Linked DNA regions of Zea mays: region 1 is linked to region 2. The links are chromatin contacts, called in public Hi-C maps. All regions are on one chromosome and are shown on one strand. The core of a region is the stretch at or near the end of the contact, and the rest is flanking DNA. Distances in the headings are between cores, read along the strand shown. Region 1 has its middle 78 kb from the start of LOC100279116. Region 2 holds the start of LOC100277434.

Region 1 (5,030 bases), core at 1,997-4,496, 81 kb after region 2:
GTGATTGTTGGGTCAATGTTTTTGAGAAAGGAAAAACACCCTCATCAAATATAACATCCCTAGAAATATAGACACGCCCTGAATCAATATCTAAACACTTGTATCCTTTATGTAAAGCACTATAGCCGATAAATACGCATTCCTTAGAGCGAAAAGAAAGTTTATGCTTATTATATGGATGCAAGTTTGGCCAGCATGCACAACCGAAAATACGCAACATAGAATAATTTGGAGTGGTACCAAAAAGACGTTCGATAGGAGTTTTGTTGTCAATGACCCTAAGTAGGCATTCGATTGATGAGGTAGGCTGCGGCGAGAAAAGCTTCATCCCAAAATTTGAGGGGCACGTGAGCGTGAGCAAGAAGAGCTAGACCAGTTTCAACTATGTGACGGTATTTGCGTTCTGCGGATCCATTTTGTTGATGGGTGTGAGGACATGACACACGATGAGCAATGCCAAGAGAGCGAAAAAAGGTATTGTGTATTTTCTGATATTCACCACCCCAATCAGATTGAATGCATTTAATCTTAGTGCCCAAAAGGCGTTCCACATGAGTTTGGAATTGTAAGAACACACTAGTAGCTTCAGAACGATCATGCATAAGATAGATCCAGAAAAATTTACTGAAATAATCAATGAAGCTAATATAGTATTTATAACCACCAACAGATGTTGGAGCGGGACCTCAAACATCTGAGAAAAGAAGTTCTAAAGGACAAGTAGAGCGATGAATAGAAGAATTATAAGGTAATTGATGACTCTTGGCAAGTTGACACGCATTACAAATTACGGACTCTAACTGTTTGGTACAAGTAATTTTATTAAGATGTAAAATAGAGTGGACAACTTGACTAGATGGGTGCCCCAACCGTGCATACCAGTCATCGCGACTGATTGGTCGACTTATGAGTGCATGCTTGAGGATCTGTTGATCAGAAAATGGGATTGGGTAGAGCCCGCCTTTACACCGCCCTTCCAGGAGTCTTCTCCTTGTCCGACGATCCTTAATTGAAAAATAGGACGGATGGAATTCAAAAAACACATCGTTTTCACGTGAAAATTTTTGGACGGAAAGAAGATTTTTGAGATATCTGGGACATGCAAAATGTTACGTAGTGCAAGTGGGCGATGATCGGAATTAATTGTAGAATGACCAGTGTGTAAAATCTGCAAACCTGCACCATTGCCGACCTGGACTTGCTCACCACCGTGATAGCGTTCACGCAGCGCCAGTCGGTCAAGATCGCTGGTGATGTGATCTGTGGCACCTGTGTCGACATACCAGTTTGGATCAATTGTGTACGAGGAGGTGTGCGCCACAGCCGTCGATGGAGGATCAGTGTTGTAGCTGTCGTCGTTTTTGTGCCAGCAACGAATGGCTGTATGTGGGCAGGGAAGAAGAAGTATCGGTCATGGTGATCTGGGGAGAGAAAGACATAAGAGAAGATGTGATGGATGAGTTTGGCGTCTACTGGATCAATGGTTCCAATACCATGTTGAATGGCGCAAGGCACATCTACCCCCATGGGGCTGTGCATGTATTTATAGATCAAAAGATACATGCAGATATGTACAAGCAAGGCAACAACCTGCCGAGAATGGAGGCGCAGCTCCAGCCAAAAATAATGGGATATGCTAACAGAATAACAAGGTATCCTAACAAGAATCACCTCTTACCCTATATTTTCAGTTTTTTTTGTCATTCATGTTACAAGTTCGTCACACATTTTTTATAAAATATATAAGTGACAGCTTTTCTACAAAATATATAAGTGACAGCTGTTTCAACCAAATAAATGTTAGTTTTTTCACAATTGTGAGCTCACAATAGGTTCCTCAAAACTACAATCAGATTTTAAAAATCTATAGCTGAACCAAATAGATCCATGCATATACTCTCCTCATTCTAATTTATAACCTTTGTTACAAAGTTTAACCGGCTTGTCATTATTCAAATTGTGCTTGGCTGCCGGTGGCTCAGCTCCTTGGCTGGGACTTGGGTGCAGGGCGCTGCTTGTTTCTTCATCTACGGCCGGAGCGAGTTGCACCGGCTTAATTAGTGCGACCGGTCGGCGCATCCAGACGCTGTACCGCGCGGGGCAGGAGTGTGGTTGGTAGGTGAAACATGGGAGCAGACCTGCTTGTTTCTTCACCTAATTGCTTACTGCTACACCACAAGCGCGCATTATCTAGACCAAAGTTGCCGTCTCTCCAACAAAAGGTTGATGCAGACACTAGCAAGCCCTGAAATCCGTACGTTCTCCGACAGACGTGAATTTGTAACAACCCCTGAATTCATCCCATCCCATTTCATTCCAGCAAGTCATATACATGCATATATGATCATGCCGGATTGCGTCCGCGTATAGGCATATAGCCAAACCTGGCCAGCAGCCAGCGAACACAGCACCCATGCAAAAGAGACGATCAATGCAAGGGCCGGGAACCAGACACCAACACCACCCTATGCTTCTGCCCGGTTTGTCAACGGCAAGCAACTGCGACATGGCCACGGGCTCCAATCTCTGGTGGTGGTAACGATCTGCCTGTCCCTTTCGGAATGGATGGATCGTGTCATGTCGTGTCCTTACGCGCCGAACCTTCACCAGCAGAACCATTGTGTGGCTGACTCCTTGGCGCCATGACTACTATTGGATCAGTGCACCGGTGCTGCCTCAAATTCAGACATGCATGCCTGCACCCCTTGTCGGTATTCCCTGAACGCGGCAGAGCGCTCCAAAGTAGTGGACCAAGACACGTATGAACTGGAAGTCTAGAGACGTGCAAGATATCCGGGTGTAAATGGTATGGATGTTATTGGTCTGTGTTCGAGTTCGATTCGTCTAGAAAAAAACTGGAATCCAATTCGTTTTCGAGTCTGGCTATTCTGTATCCGTATCCAGTTTATATCGGTATATTCAAAGTTGAATGTCAATTCTAATTTGTATCTGACACAACTCGATAATATTTGTATGTATCCTCGGATCTGAATCAAACGAGAAAATATCAAAACAAGTATGATACGAGCAACGCCACCACCGTGCGTCAGGCAGGCGACATGTTCCGTCTCCTTCTAATCGAAATTAGATACTGGACTTCTTGACCCATGGGCCGCGTCTCTTGGGCCTTCCGTGTCACGTGCTGCCAGCAGCCACTAGTTTTTTTCCCTTGTATGATATATATACAAAGAGTACTCGTCGGTGTCGTAGTCGTAGGTAGGGTATGCCGGACCCGGACATTTCGCTTTGCCTGTGCCCACTGGACTGGACTGAAGGGTGTTCAAAGTACAGAATCCAACTATACATGGGCCAGTGCAAACCGTACCAATCGACCTGTGATACCAGCCCATATCAAAACCGACCGGGTAAGCCAAGTCTGATGACTGATGAGTTTGTCTGGACAGTGGACACGGTTCCAAGTCACTACATCTTGGCCGGCGGGGCCTCTTTGGCACGTTTATTTCATAACTTTTTCACAAATTTAAGAAGAATCTGTACTAAAAATTAAACGTTTTCACAACAGTTTATGGGTTCAGTTTTCTCTCAGAAGAACCTAAAAACAGACAGTAAGAGAATAAGCATAATCTGTTTTTCACCGTTTTACATAAGTTGTTTTCCCAACAAATAAAACTTGTGCCTTGACTAGGGCTGGATATCGAGCTGGCTCGACTCGGCTCGGTTCGACTCGAGTTGGCTCGTTATGATAACGAGTTAGCTCGACTCGACTCGTTATGATAACGAGCTGGAGAACCTGCTGAGCTCGGCTCGTTTGGTAACTCGGTCTGACTCGATTAACTCGTGAGCCAGCTCATTATCAAAGTTACCATAAGCCATCCGGTTCTTGAGCTTTCATGGAGGCGAGCCGACGACCGACGATGTGCAAGTAGGCGCCGGACAGCCGAACAGGGCGAGGGCCGAGGGCGCCGTCGGGGAAGACGGGCAGACTGCGAAGAACATGAGCGCCGCGCGGAGGGCAGACGGGCGGAGGTCGGAGGGCACACGCCGCACACCGGCGCGGTGGCGCTGCAGCCTGCTCTGCTCGGCTGCTCCACGGACAACGGCGGTCGGCGGCTCTAGGAGTCTAGGGTTTAGATTTTGGGAGAGAGAGGGAGAGACCGAGAGGGCAGCTCGCAGGGAGAAGCCAGAAGAAGCGGCATGCGGTGCGGGCGGCGTGCGGCCAAGCCAGTGAGCCACCGAGAGGCTAATTGGACTTTGGTGTGGCTGGTTGTGTGGGCCGCCCGTATGGCTGGGCTGAAGAACGGCGTGTCCTATGTGGGCCGTATCGTGTGGCTGGGCTGCTCCATATGGGTGGGCTAGGCCATTGCAGATTTGCACAACTCGTTTGGCTCGCGAGTAACTCACGAGCCAGCTCGAGTTTGACTCGTTAAGAACCGAGTTAATTTGTTAGCTCAGCTCGTGACTCATTTTAAACGAATCGAGCCGAGTCGAGTCACTAATGAGTCGAGTCGAGCGAGTTACCGTGTCACGAGTTTTTTGTCCAGCCCTAGCCTTGACCGGGCTGAAGGTATGGTTGTGCAGGTCCAACTTAGCCTGCATCAGTGGCTTGGTGTTGCCACTACTCCCTTTGTCTCAGTGTATAAGGCGTAAACACTTCTGATTTAAAAACCAATAAATATATTTAATTTTTCTATGCTACTGTATCGATGTACGTATATATAGAGAAAAAGTAGTTATATCTAGAAAAAAGTAGTTATGTCTTATATTTTAGGACGGAGGGTGTACTATCTAATTGATTTTACAACCTTATTTTATCATCTATTTTATCAAAATGGATGGTGATAATATATCATCATTAGTATAGAATAAAAAATATCAAACAACAACCTAAGGGAAAAATATCGGTGAAAAAATCGTATTCTACTATCGACTTTTTGTCCAAACTAGCAGTAAAAATGATTTTCATCATTGGTGTTAAGCACTAGATTTGGCACCTGGACGGTCCGCATGATAGCCCAGATGGTCCATGATTAGATTGATTCAGGCTAGAATGTTTATCTCTTGCGCGATTA
Region 2 (5,184 bases), core at 2,383-4,882:
AATGGCGGATGGTGGTAACGCACCGACCGTTTGGTCCAACGGTGTGGGCATTTATGTTTCTATGTGTCACTCCCTTGCCCATGGGTTTGGGTTCTGTGGGGGCATTTATACTGACTTTAGGTGCCCCATATTGGGTGTTGGATTTTTTGTCCTCCTAGGGACTGAAAAGGACTCATATCCATGTGTTAGTGGAATAACATCACAATTTTGAGGTAGAGAGAAGTTATGCTGGGGTGAGTTTGTCTTGGAATGCCCCAGCTATCTCTTCACTCACTATATCAATGGTAGCTGGTGGTAACGCATCGACCCTTTGGTCCAACGATGTGGGCGCTTATGTTTATATGTGTCACTCCCTTGCCCATGGGTTTGGGTTCTATGGGGGCATTAGTATTGACTTTAGGTGCCCCCATATTGGGCGTTGGATTTTTCCAGCCTCCTAGGGGCTGAAAAGGACTCGTATCCATGTGTTGGTGGAATAACATCACAATTTTGAGGTTTGTTCTGCATACCTTGCCTTGGATGGTCTGACGTAATAGCCAAACGGTCCGAGCATGCTAGCCATCTCTAGTGCGGTTTCGGTGGTTTGTCGTGGAGGACGTGATCGATCGTCGTTGGGCCAAACTATTCGGCCATAGGTACGGACTATACGACTGTGCACGAGGGCGTGGGTTTTTCCACGTAGGTGGTGGAGGTTATGGTTGACTGTTATAGGAATTCATCGGCATTCCATAAATTGGTTGGGACTGTGAACGCCCATTTGTGGCCGATGAATCTTGTGTGGCATCAGTGTCATCTGATAGGAAGTATGGAGCAACGGATTTCTCAAAAACGTGTGTCATTCTTTTAAAATCATTCTACATACCCCAACTAATTGTTGAAATTGCACCTACTGTTCATCTACATAAACCCTAAGAGAGTGAACCTTTACTTACATTGGGTGCGAGTGCAGCGGGCCAAAGAGATGACAGGTCAAACTCATTCTGTCGGATGGGATTCTGGTGTCGATCGACCTTGAAAGCAGCCAAGAACTTTGTGTCGACTTCCGCCAACACCTATTTCCTGATGTCCTCCAGCTTCTGAAATTCTTCAGTCGATAGGCCCTCCATAGTCGGCTCGATGATATTGCCAGGGGAGATATCAGAGTTATCCTCTGAACCGGTCATATGGGGCCGATCTGCGGTACGTCAGACCAAGTTATGGATCTAATCTTGATGAATCCAAAAAGTGTGTTGGCTCCGAATTGAAGCCAAACACTAGGGTTGTTCCACTTGGCGGGCTCTCTACGACGGTGCGGACGGTCCGCAGCCTTGTGGCAGAAGCGGGTCTTCCCTGCGTGGAGTTGGACGATCCACCCCTGAGTCTGGATGGTCTACTCACGAGCGGGGATCACGACAATCACCTACAACACCTAGATCTCGCCCTCCAGGAGGGACCCCGACAGGGAGGAGAGATCCTAAGGTTTACCTTGGGGTCGGCAGGCCAACCAAGACGCCTCAACACAACGTAGAGTCGAAGAGAGGTGAATATAGAGATGGAAGACGACTAATTACTACTATTCTTAGGGCAAGAAAGTAGAAACATTGATTGGTTCTATTTTTGGTGCGCGCAATCGTCCGTACCCCTTCATATATATATAGGGAGAGGTCAGACCCATTCCTAGGCGTTATCTAATAGAATCCGCAGAATTAGAGGGATAAACACACATAGAAAAAGGGATTAATTCGTCTGATCTGATACAATCGCGGACCGTCCGCACTTAGAGGCGGACCATCTGCGACACGGGAGACAGCGCCGGACCGTCCGACGTCATAAGGTGGCACATATGGTGCTAAAAATAAGTATGTTATTAAATCTATTTTATAATAAAATTTATTTAGAGATATAAATATTACTAGTAATTCATAAAACATTAAATTTTAAAAAGTTTGATCATAATAAATATCGTAGCAATATTTATTTTAGAACGAAGGTGCCTTTTTTCTTTTCTATACTCCTATATAATTCTCCTATTTAAACTTTGCAAAAACTCACCCAACTAAATCACGCCCACGCCCATAACATTCACTAAATCCACCACACAAATTACAATTGGACTTAACACACTATCAAAACCCAATAATTCAGATCACTAGATAACCATCTCCTTTACTCACTAAAATTAAATAAACAATATTATTTGAATCATCCATCATCCTTCATCCTCCCATTCAGGACCTGCCCCCAGCATCCACCTCCCCCGTGTCCCTCTACTCTTTCCCACTACTCACATCACTGTCACCACGGACACTCTTTCCCACTACTCATATCAGGGTGACCATTATCAACCCTTATAAAGGATCATAGCGTTAGTACGGAGCATATGTTAGTTGGCTGAAATTGTTCAGCTCAGGTCCGGTGAAGGATTGACGTACCCTCCACGTTCATTAAAGGACAAATACACTTTCTCCATACAAAAATGTAACTATGGTATCTACTGATCAATTTAGATTAAGTTTAACTAAATTTATTATAAGTAGAATTAGTAACTGTCTCTGTAAAAATTAGTATTAAATATATTTTATTAATAATCTAATTATGTTTATTTTGTATTGTGATTTTATATTTTTTATATATATTTAGTTAAAATTTAAATTGTACCTATATAGACTAGACCGTGGGAGTACTACTACTTTTGACGTCACGCGACGTCTTTCGATTTGACGCACGTCGCTTCAGGTTCAGGACAATTGGCTGTCCTGTTTCTTGGTTGCTGGCTTCGTACGTTACACTACGTAGTCATCAGTTGTTTTGTTTCTTTCTCTCTTGACTGATGGACGCCGTAATTTCAGCAATCAATTTTATTTGGTTGTAAGCTATTCAAATTATCAATCAATCCTCCCACAGATTGTATCGATCGACGGTGAGTTCAGAAACGAAATTCCAGATGGAAAAGATTACTACTACTTATTTGCTTAACAAGACAAGAACAAGAACAGGAGACGAATAGAGAAGAAGAAAAGGATCAGTACAATTCGATATATGCATGCATCTGGATTCTAGACCAGGTGCTCCAGTACGTCTCCAGTTATGGGTGGCCTCATGGCTGGTTGTTGTTGTTACACCAAAGCTTTATGTCTTACCTTGCCGTACGTGGATCGATGGTCACCTGCTGCACGCCGGCGCAGCCTGAAATCGATCCATGCACGGCGGGCGCCGCCGACGCCGCCTCACCAGCACGGCCTTGTGCAGGACACGAACGGCGTGGCGAAGCACGGCTCCAGGCCGATCCACGGCGGACAGGTGGACGACGACGCGCCGGTGGGAGCCGGCGGGCCCGCGAGCGCCGCCATGTAGATCGCCGCCAGCCTGCGAGCCGCGCGCCGTAGCCACCTTGCCGTGAGCCAGCGCAGCCGGAGCCGCCGCAGGACTCCCCGACCGCGCCCGGCCCTCTCGCCGCCGAGCCGGGCGACCGGGAGCCTGCGGCGGCGCCGGCGTCCGAGCCCGCTCCAGCGCAACCGGCGGCCCGTCGGCTCGACGTTGCATGGGGCGCCCGGCATGCCCTTCTGGTCTGGTAGGCTCCTGTCCTGTCTGGCTGTCTCCCTCCGTCGTCCACTACCTGCTTCTCTTCCTCCTCGTCTATCCTCTTTGTCTTTTGGCTCGTCAGGTTGTGGCGTCGAGAGAGAGTGATATATATGAGGCCGCCCGCCGGTCGCTACCGCCCCGGCTGGACGGTGGAAACCTCCAAACGCACTTAAAACCTGTGGCGCCACGAAACTTGCATGGCCTAGCATGGTGACAGGTTTTATGGCAACGATTAATTCCCTTCTTACGATGGCATAATAAATATCTCTACAAATTCCTCTATTAATTATAGCTATCTATATCTACAACTCAAAGCAATTTTAAAGGATATCTTTATATATTAATTGTCAACACGAGATTGGCGTGTTAAAAAATATTCTAAAAAATAATATAATGTCACATCTGAATTTAATGGCAAACTCGGATACGTCTCAAATGTGTGTCAGGATTAAGTCTCACATATATGATGACTCATAATACAGAAATTAATGTCACATCTTTATTTTATAATATAAGTTCCACCATCATAGTTAACATGGAGACGACGTTGTAGACCTTTCTGAATTCATCGTAGCGTCATTCATGTTCCTCTAGCGATACATATTCTTTACCTGGTGTGATTATAGCAGGGTGGGCTCACATACGTTCATCGCTGAGCAAATGCGAGGAATAATGTGCATGAGCTCACTTACGGTGGGGGCTCATATGTAATGTAAGGCTTACCAAAAAATGGTGAAGACTGAGCATTGCTTTTAAATAAGTTTGTCAAAATTTTATTAGCATTTAATAAGTATAAATAGATACCAACCCAATTAAATAAGAGATCACAGTTAAAAATTCCCACAATGCAATGCATGGCACATTAAATTTAATCTCATAAGTTACTCTTGTGAGGGTCCAAGTCGCTCATAGCCGTGAGCATGGCTAATATACTAGTTTTACACTCTATAGAAGTTGCATATCTTTACCTACAAGCCGTGTTACCCATTTGCCAAAGGGTCTCGAATCTCATTCATCTCTACTAATTAAGGAGACGATGCAGGGTAGCACTACGAGGCCTTTTCAAAGTTCCACTAGTTTGAGAAAACCCGCTACGGTGTGAGAGCACCTAGAGGGGGTGAATATGTGATCCTGGGAAAATCAACTCTAAACAACACAAACTTGGTTTATAATGAGTGTTAGTGAAAACAAAAACCAAGTTGTTATGAATAGAGATGGAGAGAGAGGATCTCTTCACTTGATTGCTCCTTTTAAATATGTATCACAATTAGGAGCAATAATACAAGTGAATATGAGAACCCAAGAAGAGAACAATCGCAATAAAGTAGATGCACAAGAGATATGGCGATTTTATCCCGTGGTTCGGCCAATGTCTACTCCACGTTGCGGTGACCTTCTTTGGTCAAGGGTTGCACTCAACCCCTCTCAAGTGATCAAAAGATCAAACTTGAATACCACTGTTTTCTTCCTTATAACAAACCCCATTTGTGAGGAATCTCCGCAAGTTGGAGTCTCTCACGCCTTACACAAATGATCTTAATCAAAACACAAGAGTAAGGGGGGTAGCAACACAAAGAGCACAAGTGCAGCAACACCATGCACATAAGCAAAGAAGAGAGCGCA

The links. A called contact is a pair of places that touch in the nucleus more often than the background predicts.
Region 1: a contact with region 2 is called in a Hi-C map of leaf, with 4 times the contacts expected there. The contact joins the enhancer-like site here to the promoter of LOC100277434 in region 2. A contact is called at or near these places in 2 of 25 Hi-C or Micro-C datasets (ear and leaf).

What each region holds. Positions count from the first base shown.
Region 1 is chr4:126,241,730-126,246,759 of Zm-B73-REFERENCE-NAM-5.0, forward strand. No RefSeq gene overlaps it. Among protein-coding and RNA genes, the nearest start is that of LOC100279116, 78 kb to the right of the region's middle. Within about 2 kb of position 3,247, at least 17 of the 20 cell types and tissues checked have an H3K27ac peak or open chromatin away from gene starts, as enhancers often do. A contact at or near this core is called in ear and leaf, where this site is marked.
Region 2 is chr4:126,160,490-126,165,673 of Zm-B73-REFERENCE-NAM-5.0, forward strand. It overlaps LOC100277434, which reads right to left and starts at 3,633. Exons shown (of 1, transcript NM_001150995.2): 1 at 2,925-3,633. The coding sequence starts at 3,536. The coding sequence ends at 3,207.